Linked DNA regions of Oryzias latipes: region 2 is linked to region 1. A link is a contact called in public Hi-C data. All regions are on one chromosome and are shown on one strand. Each heading gives the region's core, a stretch centred on a gene start, on an enhancer-like site or on the middle of the called end of the contact. The rest is flanking DNA. Distances are from core to core; before and after follow the strand shown.

The links. A called contact is a pair of places that touch in the nucleus more often than the background predicts.
Region 2: a Hi-C map of embryo shows a contact between it and region 1, with 3 times the contacts expected there. The contact joins the enhancer-like site here to the promoter of LOC111947333 in region 1. A contact is called at or near these places in 4 of 5 Hi-C or Micro-C datasets (embryo and fibroblasts).

Annotation. Positions count from the first base shown.
Region 1 is chr4:2,687,923-2,691,409 of ASM223467v1, reverse strand. LOC111947333 reads right to left here and starts at 1,573. Exons shown (of 4, transcript XM_023953944.1): 1 at 1,284-1,573; 2 at 599-1,008; 3 at 85-189. The coding sequence starts at 927. It overlaps cep63 (centrosomal protein of 63 kDa), which reads left to right and starts at 1,784. Exons shown (of 15, transcript XM_020702891.2): 1 at 1,784-2,046. It overlaps trnap-ugg (a tRNA gene), which reads right to left and starts at 1,741; the gene lies at 1,670-1,741.
Region 2 is chr4:2,833,598-2,837,084 of ASM223467v1, reverse strand. sned1 (sushi, nidogen and EGF-like domain-containing protein 1) reads left to right here. Exons shown (of 31, transcript XM_011473681.2): 14 at 616-747; 15 at 1,085-1,258; 16 at 1,335-1,448; 17 at 1,539-1,652; 18 at 1,749-1,862; 19 at 3,073-3,189; 20 at 3,282-3,487. Among protein-coding and RNA genes, the nearest start is that of sned1, 16 kb to the left of the region's middle. Within about 2 kb of position 1,569, at least 1 of the 8 cell types and tissues checked has an H3K27ac peak or open chromatin away from gene starts, as enhancers often do. A contact at or near this core is called in embryo, where this site is marked.

The DNA.
Region 1 (3,487 bases), core at 324-2,823:
TTCAAAGTAAAACAGAGAAAAAGTTAGTGCAGTCTGACAGCCGATCCTGTTCTCCTGCGTGTAGGCCTGTGCGTGAGAGCTTACACATTGCTGCCGGGAACGATGCTTTCCTGATGCCGCTTCGTTAAGCTGAACTTCCTGAAAAACGTGGGCAGCCGGAGCTTCTTCCTCCTCAGCCTGGGAGAAACACTGGAGAGGAAGACAGAGTCAGAGATTTGAATGAAATGCAGAACTGGGATGTTAACGGGGAGCTTTGAGGACAAGTGTGAGGCTGTCACTGACGTGCAAAAGGCGCTGGCATGGCTGGAATTTTAAACCCAGGCCTGCAGAGGAAGCTCAGCTTCCTCTTCACAGTCAGTTTACGGTGCTTTGGGGGAAAAAAGCACCAGTATTTACCTTGGATGATCTCACCTTCTATGAACAGAGTCAACACACAACAATACTAGAAAGAGGAAATCAATTTTTCTATATGGTGTTTTGGAAGAAAAGCGCCAGTATTTATCTTTGATGATGTCATCCACTGTCAGCAGAGCGGAGGCACAGCATCACTAAAAAGCTGACCTGTGTGTTGGACGTGCTGTTCCCCTGCAGAACTCACCATTCCATCTGTAATGAGAGGCGCTGCTTGGTCTCCAGCTCCTCTCCTTCCAGTTTGAGTGTGTCGTCCTCCTCTCCTGCCTCTGCGATCTGCTCCCACTGCCTGCTGTCCACCCACAGAGCTTCCTGCAGGCTGAGGCCTCGGTCAATGCAGGTGACCCTGCGGCACAGCGGGCAGGCCAGCGCCAGGTAGCTGCTCCTGACCTGCTGCATGGCCTCCAGACACAGTTCACAGAAGGTATGTCTGCAGTGAAGCACCCGGGGGATCCTGTCCATGCGGGAGTAAGGGAAGAAGCAGACGGTGCAGTCGCTGTCCTCACACAGAACCATGGTCCAGATGGACGACGGCGATGTTCCTGCTGAGAGCCACAGAGGAGCTGCAGAAGGTCCCAGACGGTCCCACGGGCCCGGCTGGGAAGAAACATGAAAAGATTGTCCTTTGGTCAAACTTTACCCAGGAATGACAGCTGTATTTATTTCTACTCTAAGGAGAAAAAATGAATTAGAGGAATTTTTGATATTTTAATTCTTGTGAATGCAACCATTTCACATCAAGATAAGAAAACTCATTATTTTCTTGGATAATAACATGTCCTTTTAATAGTAAAAAGTTACAGTATAAAAAGAAGTTTACCACTGACAGAAGAAGAGGAGTCATGTTCAAATAAATCAAATGTTATACTTACTTGAGTGAAATGCTTCTAGTTCTCGTTCAGATCAGGTTTTTCCAAGTGGCTCAGTCTGCCTGCAGTCAAGAACTGTAAATGAACTGTCGCGTCTGCCGCCTGTTGAGAGTCCGCCGCGGCTGGGGGCGGAACAGAGACGTCTGTCACCGCCCAGGACTCGCCCAACAACAGCTGGGGAAGCTGAGCCAAGCCTCCGTCTTTGTTCCTGTGTTTGCTGTTAGGCCGGTGGAGGGCTGGTCGAAGGAGATGACTAACTTAGAAATGGTAAAAAGTTAAAAAAATAAATAAATAAATAAAATAAAAAATATCCACTCCAACCACTTGGATAAAAATGTTTTTCTTAGTGGAAAATAAAAAGCTTTGGGCAGTGGACAATAAAAACCTTTGGGCTCGTCCGGGATTTGAACCCGGGACCTCTCGCACCCAAAGCGAGAATCATACCCCTAGACCAACGAGCCACGCTTACACTTAGTCAAAATATGTAAATATAATCTGTATTGAGATGAAAATGGAGGGTGTGTCCGAATTCGGGGGCTGCGTCTTTCAGTGGCCGCGGCCTTCACGGTCGACGTTGGCCGGGTCATTCGTCGCGCGGGTTGTCTGGATGTTAACGGCTGTGAATTTGGACGAGTCTTAGCCGTAGATCATTCCAGCCGCGTCGGCGAATGTCCTGTCGCGTAGTAAGTAACGTGTCGCGTGACTGACTCAGAGAGGAGTAGTGATCCAGGCATGGAGTCCTTATAGTCCGGCTGAGACACAACAGGTACTGTACGGAGCCCGTGACCTGACATGGGTAAAAAAAAAAAATGTTCCCACGAAATAATAATTCATCTGATAAGTCATTCTTGGATTTACAGCAGATACTTTCACATTTCTGTCTGTGTATATTTCATTACAATGCATTGAAGACACGGAGGATGTTTAGAGGTCTGTGTGCACTTTTTTGGCATTTTCAACATGCTTATGCTAATTTAACAGACTATTTTCATTCATCTTTGTTGTTTTATGTTGAAACGGGACATTTCGTTTAAACATTGGTGTTCTGCGCATGACAGGTTCATGACGTAAGGTGACAAATGGACTTCTGGGTTTGTGATTGAAAAGGAAAATAAAGTAGCGGTCCTCTACACCCAAACGAGTCTCTGAGCTCCTTAGTTAACTCCGCTTTACCGACACCGAACCCTGGAAGGCTGGCTACACTAACAAAAATGTGATTTTAAGTCGTCAAAAGGCTCAAAATTTGTTTGTTTTTGAAACTTATCTGGAAATAAAGCTTCACAAAAGTCTCCACATATTTCGTCTTCAAGCTAGGCTCCGATAAACAGAAAACTTATGTGTTTTTACTTGTTTTTTACTATGACTTTTTCTTGTAGATTTACGAGAAAAAAACTCAAAAATTTACGAGATTTTAAGTTGTGAATTTATGAGATAAAACTCATAAATTAACGAGATAAAATCTCATAACGTCTTAAAATCTCGTAATTTAACAGTTATGACTTTCTTTCTCTGAAATTTACGAATTAAAAATCGTAATTTTAATTTTTTTTTTTTGTAAACTGAAAACTCCATCGTATTTATGAATCCACTGTGTTCTGAAGATAAAAACTTTGATGGTTTGTTTAAAATATACTTTATTTGGGGTAAAAATTGCTTTGACGCAATGCATTGTGGTCTATGGTACCGATTTACGTAGTGAGCACACTGGTTTTTGACAGAGCCTATGTCCGAAATCCCACCCTAACCGTTATATAGTGCATCTTACCATTTTGAAGTGCTGTCTGAACCTACAATTCCCAAATTGAGTGCCCCGCAGAAATTTCCCAGATGTCTCTGCGAAAAACCGGTGTGCCTCGACGCTCATTAGATCGGGAAATATAGACAACAATGCATTGCGTCTGTAATTTTTGCAGAAAAATGTATTTAAATGTTTTTAAAATGTTTTGTGTTTATCTTCAGAAGACAGTGGACTTATAAATAATCATCACAAAGTCACACCCCACCCCTCCCCTTTCGTTCTCACTCATGCAGCCCCGTGTGACACGAGATAGGAGCAGCTGCAGGGACGGGAATTCAAAGGTTTCAGGCTGTTACAAACTCTGTGATATAACAGACAACAGGAACCGAATAGTGGACCAGATATTTTTCCAAGCACTGAGCCGCTGTCACCACCGCCCCCATGTTAAATTTGCGCACCGGACGATTGC
Region 2 (3,487 bases), core at 320-2,819, 150 kb before region 1:
AAAGCACACATGTGACAACACTTTCATTTCTCCATCATCTAAACGTCCTTCCCTTCCCTTTGTACTCCACCGCTGTTGTTTTGTGGTGTTGCACTGTTGAGCCAGGAGGTCACTTTGATTTTGATTGAATGTCACTTTTGCCATTTGGATGTCTTTTTCGCTGCTGCAAAGAAAAGAATTTCCCCATCGTGGGATGAATAAAGTCTTATCGTACCTTATTGTGTAACACCACACTCAGAGGCGTGTTGCTGTTTGCTCATTTATTCCTTCTAATGTCTGGAGATTCAATGTTATTAGAGTTGATATGTTTGATGTAGAAGAAAAGGAGCAAAATAAACAACAATTACTAAGAATCCTTTCTGCAATGAGCTTTTCTTACATCACTCAGTAAACTTGACACAAACGTTACAGAGCCCAAAACGCTGCTTCAAGGTCGCAAAATTTGAAGAAATGATTAGGATCGATAATTGGAGTTACATGGACCATTGAAATACCACCCAACACCAACCAACCTTTGTTCGTCCACTTGACCTGCCCTCACTTCTCACTGTAACCTTCCTAGACTTCCTATAAAAGCCAGATCTCTGAACGTCAAACTTCCTTTGGTTCTTCCAGGAAGGCCTGACCCCTGTGCCTCCAGTCCCTGTCTGAACGGTGGGACCTGCTTCCACTACATAGGAAAATATAAGTGTGAATGCATGGAAGCCTTCAGCGGCAGGCACTGTGAAATAGGCAGGAGCTCATCAGGTAAGCATGGCCTCAGCACTGGTGGGCGTTGGCACCACACTGAGATCGTCTTAGCAGTCTTACTGCACTGGAAGTCCTGCGTTTTCACACATAAGAAAGCTCCAGAAGCTAAAAAAAAAGTGAGACCCGATCAGACCTGATGACTCGTCTCCACAAGCATAAACAACATGCTTGAGGTTTTTTTAGAAGGACGTCTAGATGGAAAGCACCTCTATCAGCATGAGTATGATCTCAATGTGCTCTTTTAAGCCCCCTGCTTGTGAAGCCGTGTTACTGTGCAGCCTTTTTGCTCTGTGCAGCCTTGACAGCACAGTCTGTCTGCCTGTGTTCATTTCAGAGCAGGGCTGTGGGCCGCCTCCACAAGTCAAGCATGCTGACGTCCAGTTTTCCTCCATGACAGCCGGCTCAGTGGCTGTGTACGTCTGCCACTCAGGCTTCACATCTATTCCTAGGACTGCCACGAGCGTCTGCGGCATTCTGGGAAAATGGAGCCAGACTCCTGTCTGTGAAGGTCTGGAACACACAGAAACACACACAAAGACTGCAGTTACAACAGCAATTTCTGATCATCACACTCCCTCCACCAGAGATCAACGAGTGCCTATCACAGCCGTGCCTCAACGGCGGAAGCTGTCAAAATAACGTCGGATCCTTTCTTTGCACGTGTAAGGATGGCTTCAGCGGAAACCGCTGCCAGTTAGGTAAAGCTGTGGTCAACTCCACACACAAACACACTTCTTCACACCCACAGATCTATATTTAGTGCCTGCGTATGTTTCACCTCCCTTCAGACACAAACGAATGCCTGTCAGAGCCCTGCATGAACAGGGGGACATGTGAGGACAAGCCAGGCTCCTATCTGTGTCACTGCAGGCCAGGCTTCAGGGGCCAGAGCTGTCAACTAGGTGCAGTTCTTCTTGTTAACCTTTGCTGTAACAAATATTAAGCACTGACCCACAGGAAACAACGGATTCTACCACCGTGTGAATATGTGTGTGCAGAGCAGGACGACTGTGAGTCCAGCCCGTGTCTGAACGGAGGTGTGTGTCGAGCTCACAGAGGGAGTTACGCGTGTTTGTGTAAAGACGGTTTCTTTGGAGAGCAGTGCCAAATGTGTAAGTCAATTTGCACTGTTCTTTTACAGTTGAAATGTTGTGTGTTTTTTTTTCCTAGAGGGCCCAAACGTGTTTGCATTTGTTTTTCAGTTGAGGTCTAGAGGGACTGTTTGTGCGGATGTCAGTTAGTTTCAGTCTTCTTTTACCAAACCAAGATTTCTTTTAGTTTTCTGATTGCATTTTTAGTTTTTAAAAACTCCTGTATGGATGATTTTAAGCCGTCACTTGAATTCTTACTGGATCAATGCGTTTACCTGTAGGATAAAAAAATCAGTTGTAGTTAGTTAGTTAGTTAGTTAGTTAGTTAGTTAGTTAGTTAGTTAGTTAGTTAGTTAGTTAGTTAGTTAGTTAGTTAGTTAGTTAGTTAGTTAGTTAGTTAGTTAGTTAGTTAGTTAGTTAGTTAGTTGAGGAGAAAATGGATCTGTCTTTATTTTTCTGCCTGAGGCTCTTTTCATCCCGACTGGATGGACTGCATTTAACGTTTTTATAAAATTGCATCATGTATGAAATAAAGCACTTCCACAGCTAAAGATGCACCATCTTGAGCTGTTGCTTTTTTATTTGGACTTTTATGTCCAAAGCTCCATGTCCTGCTCTGGTTTTTGTTGGATAGCTGTTTTGAAGGATGTCTGGTTTGTTTAAATCTAATTCTTGCTTTAGATGTTCTTTAAAAGCTCATCTTTCTATATTTTTTGGTTATTCTGAAATAGATTAGACATATAAAATGTTCAACATTGAAGCTGTTAGTTTGGATTTAAACCATTTCTGATCATTCACCAAACCGTTGGAGACCGTGCTGGAACCAGAACACGCTTCAGCGAGCAGCTTCACATCGTCCACATGGGGTTTGTTCAGGTCCTGATTCTTGAGAAGTCTCATCTTGGACTCGTGTACGTGTTCCTCTGAAGTATTTTAAGGTTAAAAATACTAAATGTAACCCCAAAACACAGGGAGGCTTCACATCAGGAACTAAAAATGCCATTTGAAGTGTTCTCAGATTGAAACAATACAGGAAACATTTAGAATTGATTTGAAACAGTTTGAAGTTAGTTTCTTTTCTTCACAAGGACACGCACACACACACCTGCGAACGAGCAGGTGGAGGATGTTCAGACCCTTTTGTAGAATTGCATGTTGCCCTCATCTCTGCAGCAGATAGAGAGGCTTGACTCTGTGTTGCATCAACTGCCTGTCTTCCCCCCGCCCGCAGTGGAAGACCCTTGTGTACTGAAACCTTGTGGAAACCGTGGCCGTTGCTGGAGTGACAGGAAAGGCAACTACAACTGTGTCTGCAAAGTCGGCCTCACTGGCAAAGACTGCAAGAAAGGTGAGTTCCCTGCTGTTCCCTGCTCCCCCCTGAGCATTGCATCTTCATGCTGGACACTTTGATCAGAAACGTGAGGATGCTTCTGCTTCCAGACCTGCTGCCCCCGAATGGTCTCCATGTGCTGCGTGTGGAGGAGCGAGAGGTGGAGCTGTGCTGGGATGAGCTGGAGCCCTCCCTCAGCCCCATCAGCATGTTTGCTGTGACCTACGCTCCACTGGGTCAGAGCAGCACTAAAACAGACTTCCTGGACCATCGTCAGTTTACCCACGTTATGCAAGGCCTTCAGCCTGGGATGCTC